Regions from separate parts of the Hordeum vulgare genome. Here region 1 is linked to region 2. Evidence: chromatin contacts called from public Hi-C data. All regions are on one chromosome and are shown on one strand. The core of a region is the stretch at or near the end of the contact, and the rest is flanking DNA. Distances in the headings are between cores, read along the strand shown.

What was found. A called contact is a pair of places that touch in the nucleus more often than the background predicts.
Region 1: a Hi-C map of leaf shows a contact between it and region 2, with 3 times the contacts expected there. The contact joins the promoter of LOC123447947 here to the enhancer-like site in region 2. A contact is called at or near these places in 2 of 6 Hi-C or Micro-C datasets (leaf and seedling) and 1 of 1 datasets of contacts at active chromatin or transcription factors (embryo).

Annotation. Positions count from the first base shown.
Region 1 is chr4H:82,730,401-82,733,898 of MorexV3_pseudomolecules_assembly, reverse strand. It overlaps LOC123447947 (ABC transporter G family member 25), which reads right to left and starts at 1,960. Exons shown (of 3, transcript XM_045124689.1): 1 at 1,617-1,960; 2 at 650-1,493. The coding sequence starts at 1,742.
Region 2 is chr4H:82,108,050-82,111,389 of MorexV3_pseudomolecules_assembly, reverse strand. No RefSeq gene overlaps it. Among protein-coding and RNA genes, the nearest start is that of LOC123450298, 37 kb to the right of the region's middle. Within about 2 kb of position 1,594, at least 3 of the 3 cell types and tissues checked have open chromatin away from gene starts, as enhancers often do. A contact at or near this core is called in leaf and seedling, where this site is marked.

The sequences.
Region 1 (3,498 bases), core at 711-3,210, 620 kb before region 2:
AGGGGGAACGCATTGGAGCGTGTAGCTATCGATCGATCCAACAATATTTCCACTCTTTTTTGAGGACCTAATGATCGATCCAATATTATGATGTGCTGTGCAGCCCCACTAGCAGCGTCCCACCGATCGGGACCTCCGTGACACGTGTCCGGTGGGTGCGATTATTCAGCCATAATTAAAGTGCTTTGCGCGAAAGCTAGTAAGATAAAACACCACTAGTGCTACTGCTAGCTATCTAATCTAGGGCACTCGCACCGCTCTTTTGTTTGCGCACCTTCTCTCTCTCCCGATCTTTTTAGTTGGGTGCACTCCACACTCGCCTACCGGATTTGTTTTGCTCGTCTCCAATGTCATCATCCCTAATCCAAAAATCTAGTCACCCGCGATGCTAAAAGGGGAACATAAACATCTAGTGCAGTACGTACTATTCCCCCCTGCTGCCTAAGCTTGCTTTCAGGACGTTTCTCCCTCTAGCTAGATTGTCTAACGCTTTGGTGAATCCAGATTTCTGTTCGTGCTCATCTTGGAAGGAAGCATCTCTTGTAGTAAGTTGTAACTCTATCGATCGTCTAGTAACATAGTTTCATGGAAAGAAAAGAAGGGTTTGATTGCGTGTGTAGTAACAACTAACAACAAGTATACTACTCACCATTCGCGAGGTCGAGCATGAAGTCGGCCGGGTTGACGTGGAAGCCCGGCGCGAAGCCGACGGAGGCGAAGTAGTCCATGGCGTCGCGGCCGGGCCCGTGGTACATGCAGCTGCCCTCGGAGAGCAGCAGCACGGAGTCGAAGGCCCGGTACACGCGGCTGGACGGCTGGTGCACGGATAGCACCACCGTGCGCCCCTTGCGCGCCAGCGCCGACAGCGTGGCCACCAGCCGGGACGCCGCCGTGGAGTCCAGCCCGGAGGTGGGCTCGTCCAGGACCAGCAGGCTCGGGTTCACCAGCAGCTCGTGCCCGATGCTCACGCGCTTCCGCTCGCCGCCGGACACGCCGCGCACGAACGCGTTGCCCACGATCGTGTCCGCGCAGGTGCCGAGGCCCAGCTCCGCGATCACGGCGTCCGCGGCGGCGAGCTTGGCGGAGGTCGGGGCGGACGTGGGGAGGCGCAGCATGGCGCAGAAGGCGAGGGTCTCGCGCACGGTCAGGTGCGGGTGGAGGATGTCGTCCTGGGCGACGAACCCCGTGCGGCGCTGCACGGCGCGGCACGGGGCGCGGCCGCCGGTTAGGACCGTGCCGGAGTAGCGGCCGGCGAGGCGGCCACCCAGGATGGACAGGAGCGTCGACTTCCCGCTGCCGGACGGGCCTAGCACGGCCAGAACCTCGCCGGGTCGCGCCTCGCCGGTGATCCCCTTGAGTATCGTCCTCTCCTCAACAGAGGCCGACAGGCCGCCGGCGGCACCGCCACCACCACCACCACCGGAGTGCGATATCCTTCCCGGCGGCTCCTTCGCCGTCCTCTCCACCTTGACGCGGTACGCCACGTCGATGAACTGCAACACACCATCAAGCCAAGCGCACGCCCAACGTCATAAACAAGTCGGCGACCCAAAGCTCAAGCCGTGCACAATCGGCCATGCATGCAGCTCCGTGCGTACTACAGTAACAGTACGTACCTGGAGATTCAGCGGCGTGCAGACGGACGTCAAGAAGCAATCCATCTTGGACGGCGGCGCCGGCGCGGCCGTAGCGGGTGAGACTAGGCCGCCCCCGCCATGCACGCTCTGCCCGTTGGGAGGCATCGCGATCGCTGCTCGAACTTAATTCTGCTCCGATATGCTACTCGCCAGACGATCGGCGGTATGAGACCAGCTGGCGGCAAAGAGGGAGTGGAAATCTGACGGCGAGACGAGCGAGTGGTGGTTGGCGCGAGCTTGATCGAGCCTAGCGGGATGGTGGTGGTGGTGATGGATGGAGTATGAGAAGATCGAAGGGGGTGTGGGAGGTTGGAGGGGTATATAAAGGGGGAGGAGGCTATGGCACATGGACATGGAGGTGGTGAGGGCCACGTCACCGGCGCAGGGGACGCGGCACGTGGCGGGAGGGGCACGGCGAGTGGAGCGGCGGGCCCGCCGGCGGTGGTGTGCTGCTGCTTTTGGCGCGCGGCACCCCATGCCCCCCCCTCCCCTCCCCTCCTTTATGGTTGGACCGGCGCCGCTCCGGTGGGGTCGCCGTGGAAGGGAAGAGAGCGAGCAGAGCACAAGTTGCTGCTGGCTGTTTGGTTCAGGGAATCCAAGCAAGGGAGGAGAGAAAAGCGCGCGAGAAGATGGTGGGCTTTGGTGCGCGAGGTGGCATCAGCAGAGCGCGCCTGTGCGTGTGTGCGCGCCCCACCACAGGCATCACACACACCCCTGCCCGGACCTCCTACTGTGCCGGGGCGGTTAGTACGAGTATTAACTAAGCCGCGCCGCTGATTTTACAAAGTGGCTCTTGACTTTTCCCGATATCTTCGCTTGTCAAATTGCTGTTTCTCAGTCAAGTGAGCCGTTGGGCATCGTCAAGCGCAATTCTACACACATCATTGTGCGCAGTTAGGTCTAGAAATGCAATGCTTGGTAGTTGCATATTTTATTTTCAGAGTCTGGTTTTGTTAGTCCATTTTGACAATTTGGTAGTTGCATATTTTGCCGCAGACGGACGGTGTTAGGGCATCTCCAATACCGACCCTCAAATTGCTCACATTTTATGAGAATAACCGTGAAAATCATTCTACACACTTCTGTATCTGTACGTTGGGTGGTGCGGAGCATAATTTCTTCGCAAACTTGAACGAAATATGGGAGGATTTTGCGGGAGTCCACACACGAGGAAGGTCGGACTCCGACCCCCCCCCCTCCCACCAAAAAGGAGAGCCCACACTTTTGTAGCAACCTGTACTATTTCCGTGCCAAAACCCCGGGTTAGGATCCTCTGAAGTACTGTATGGTACAGTAAGGTCACTGTCATGTGGGACCTGGCCCCATATGTCATCCGCACTACAGCATCATACGGTACTGCAGAGGATCTCAACCCCAAAACCCCCACTCCCTTCTTCCATCTTCGCTGCTCTTCATCCAATTCCCACCCTTTTCATCCACCTCTTCTTTCTTATGCCGCCGACGCTTGGAATCGAAGAAGAACCTACCAGAGATGGAGGTGACAGAGGTGTCAAAGGATCCGAGCATCCTGCCCGCCCGAAAGATCAGCTTGGTACGCGGCAAACTCGTCGCGTCAAAGCGAAGGCCACAAACAAGGAGAAGCTCAAGAAGCTTATGGATGTTGGTGGGCGTGGTGGGTGTGGTGGTTGTGGTGGGCGTAACAACGGAGGCCGCGGTGTTTAGACGGGAGCGCCCATAGTACATACGAGGCAGTGGCCGGAGCATTACAAGCCTCTGTACTGCTATACTGCCAAGAAGCTCGGAACCGTCGGTGCCTTACAGTATTGACATAAATGCGGTGTCGCTCTTCTCCGAGTGTTCTTCGCGGCAGCTTGTCTCGGCTCGAACGACGAATGAGGAG
Region 2 (3,340 bases), core at 345-2,844:
CAAGGTGAAACGTCGTCGCCATAGCCGATTCATCGGATTGCTTCGAATCTTCTTCTTTTTTCGTCGCCATTTCCCGCCAATTTTGGCGGGAAAGTATGGGGGATAAATTGGCGGGAAATGGAGCCTGGAATATAGCTCACATGCAAAAAAAATCTCATGCACCTATTGGCCTAGCCAACACCAATTAGTCCTTATTGACCTAAGCCAAGGCTGATAGCGACTTATTGGCCTAGCCAAGGCCGACATGAGCTTATTGGCTTCGCCAAGGCCAATAAGGTCCTGGAAGCCAGGCTCACACGCCTATCGGCCTAACCAAGGCCGATTGGGACTTATTGGTCTTGGCTAGGCCGATAGGTTCCAATCGGCCACGCCTAAGCCGAGGCCGTATTAGTTTTGAAAAATCTGAATTTTGTGCAATATTTTTTAAAATAATAAAAAATGCAATATTTAAAAAAACATTTAGTGAGCCCATAATATTTAATTAATAATAATATATGTTAGCAAGGGTTACATGAAAAAAATCTTTAAAAGGTTTGTCAAGTACTCCCTCCGTAAACTAATATAATAACGTTTAGACCACAAAAGTAATAATCTAAATATTTTTCTATTAGTTTATAGAAAGAGTACTTTTCTTGGAGGGAGGTTGTGCGTACTTGCAGTAGGAAGCTTCTATTTCCCAACTCACATGATCGCAAGCCAGGTAACATACACCGAGTGGCGGATCCACCATCGGGGCGGCTGTGCACTGGCTCTCCGACGATGGAGAAGGGTATCTCCCGTGCCTAGCGGCCTTCGACGCAGCACAATGAAGCTCCATCATCATCCAGCGCCCTGGCGAACCTCAATTTCAGGGTACGCCACTGCATACAACCACGCTCGCTTCAGCTGTGACTTTGGGGGCAGCCCGGGGGCAGGGTGCCCCTTGTTATTTTTCCTTTTTTTTGTTTTCTTGCTTCATTAAAAATGTTTCAGGATTTCGTATAAAATTGAATTTGAAAATCTTCATGAATTAAATAAAAATCTCATGAATTCATAATCTGTTCATGAGTTAAAAAAATGTTCTTGGCTTTAGAAAATGTACCCAAATTTGAAAAAGATGTTCCGTAAATTGAAAAAGTGTTCACAGGATTTAAAAAAATTGTGCCTGAATTCAAAAAAGTTCAAACTTTCAAATTTGAATTGGATGAATAAGTTTGTTGAAATTCATGAACATCTTTTAAGAAATGATGAAGATTGTTGTTTTTATGAATATATTAATGCATGTTAAACAAATTTGGAGAGCACATGCTGAATTCGATGAGCATTTTTTAAAATTTAAGGAACAAACAATATTCAGGATTCAAATAAATGTTTGTGGATTGAGAATAAAAAAAAGAATAGAAATGAAAAATTAAAAGAAAAAACAAAGGTATATATACAGTCCGACAAAGTTCTAGTGCCTTTCCAAAAGCGAAAGCTTAATCCATATTGTTGGGCTGGCCCAAAATGTTTGGGGCATCTCGTTGAATCGGCGCGAACAGGATGGCGGGCCGGCTGCCACGATCTCTCAGGACAGAAGAGCCATGCCTAGGCCGACAGCGACTAACCCCATCATCCTCCTGTCTTGTGCAGCCGTGAGATCTGGGCCTCGCCTGCGTCGAGGCCAACTGCAAGAATGGCCCAGGACAACGCCAACTAGGTCATCAACATTCGATCCCTTTTCTCCACCAAACCTGCACCACAACATCAGTCGCCGTCCGCGCGGCGAGGCCGGAGCTCAGCCCACTATGCCGCAACCCTGCTCGTCATCCTTTGCGCCTCGGAATTCCGGCCTCCACAGCACGGGTGCGATGGGATCCACCACTCCAGCGAACATGATCCACCTATCAGGTCTGCCCGCCGGCTGAGCGCTGCCACTCCGGATCCCCTGTCGTACTGGGCTATCGCTGGTCAGCAAGAGGGTTGCGGCCCCGTCCTTCTGTGCATCTTCTTCGTGCTCTACCGCCGCAGCAACCTCCCGTCACCAGTGTGATGTCCGGGTGGCCGTGAGTTCTCTGCCTCTCCGCGCAGTATCCAACACGGCCGAGCGCCGTTGCCGGCTAGCGATTGGGCACCTTCCCCGTGCTTCCTAGCTTCTACTACCTTCTAGCGTCGTTCCCATCTTCCCGTTCCTCTGTCTTGACATGGCCATTAGCGCTTGCCTTCCAACACGGGCAAATAATTATGAGCTTTCTATACACGAGTGAAGCGCCTGCAGGTGTGTGTTTGGAAATTTTGCCTACACGTGTGTTGTACTTGCACATATCGTCATGTGTTTTACCACCTCAATTTCTCTTCCTGGTTGATTTCTTACTGAAGCATTCCAGTAAAAAAAAATGTATTTCGTACCAAAGCTACTCTTGCGGCTTGTGATCTGAAGATCAAAGAGAAATTATTTTGTTCAATGTTAGTACTTGAGTTGTGCTGCAGTTCTGCCCAAGATGTGTCTGTTTTTATGCCTAAGAGGAGATATGTGTTTTCTAGAATAAACTCATATGCATTCCCTACGTTGATTGCTCCTAAATTGTATGACACATTTGCAGGTTTGCCAGTTTGCTTTGTTAAATGGGTATACAATTTTGGTAGAAGCTCTTTTCTAATTATGTTCTCTAATTTGAGTTTTTAATTAGTGTGGTAGATTATTTCTGTAGCTGCATTTTAGATACAAACAAGAGTTTGTTAAGAGACAAAATTATAGCACATGGTTCAAGTCTAAAAGTTTTGAAATAAGTCCCAAAACTTTCTAATGAGATACTACTAGCATATTGTTCTTTTTACTAGATAATGGTGCAGGCAAATATTAGGCTATTGCTGTTAAATAGTGTATTCAATGGCTCAATTCATGAATCTACGGTCTTCCATCTTTAACGCTTGCATCTTCAAATTTATACACACAACTGGCCGAAGCCCCTGAACGTGGTAGGTTACTTTTACATCTTAATTTTTTATATTATGGATGCTCTTCTAACTATGCAAATTATATTTGTTGTTCTTTGTCCTGAGTTGAGGCAGACAACAAGGTCTGAGGTTAAAAATAATCATCATTTTAATGGGAAGAAAAAGTTTATGTTTTCAATTATTTGATTATACAAAGGTTAAAATTTCTTAATGAGATGTTCTCGCATATTTGGGTCACTAATTTGAAAGCAGACCAAAAAAATGGTCCATCGTAGGACCACCACATGGGTACCATATTGAAATAGAGGAGGGAAATGATGATACTGAATTTTGCTTATGTGTCATTTCCGCGTTGGACTACAAGCGTGTGGTAAACAATTTCCATGTTGCAACACACGGACACATTTCCTAATAATTCTAAAAA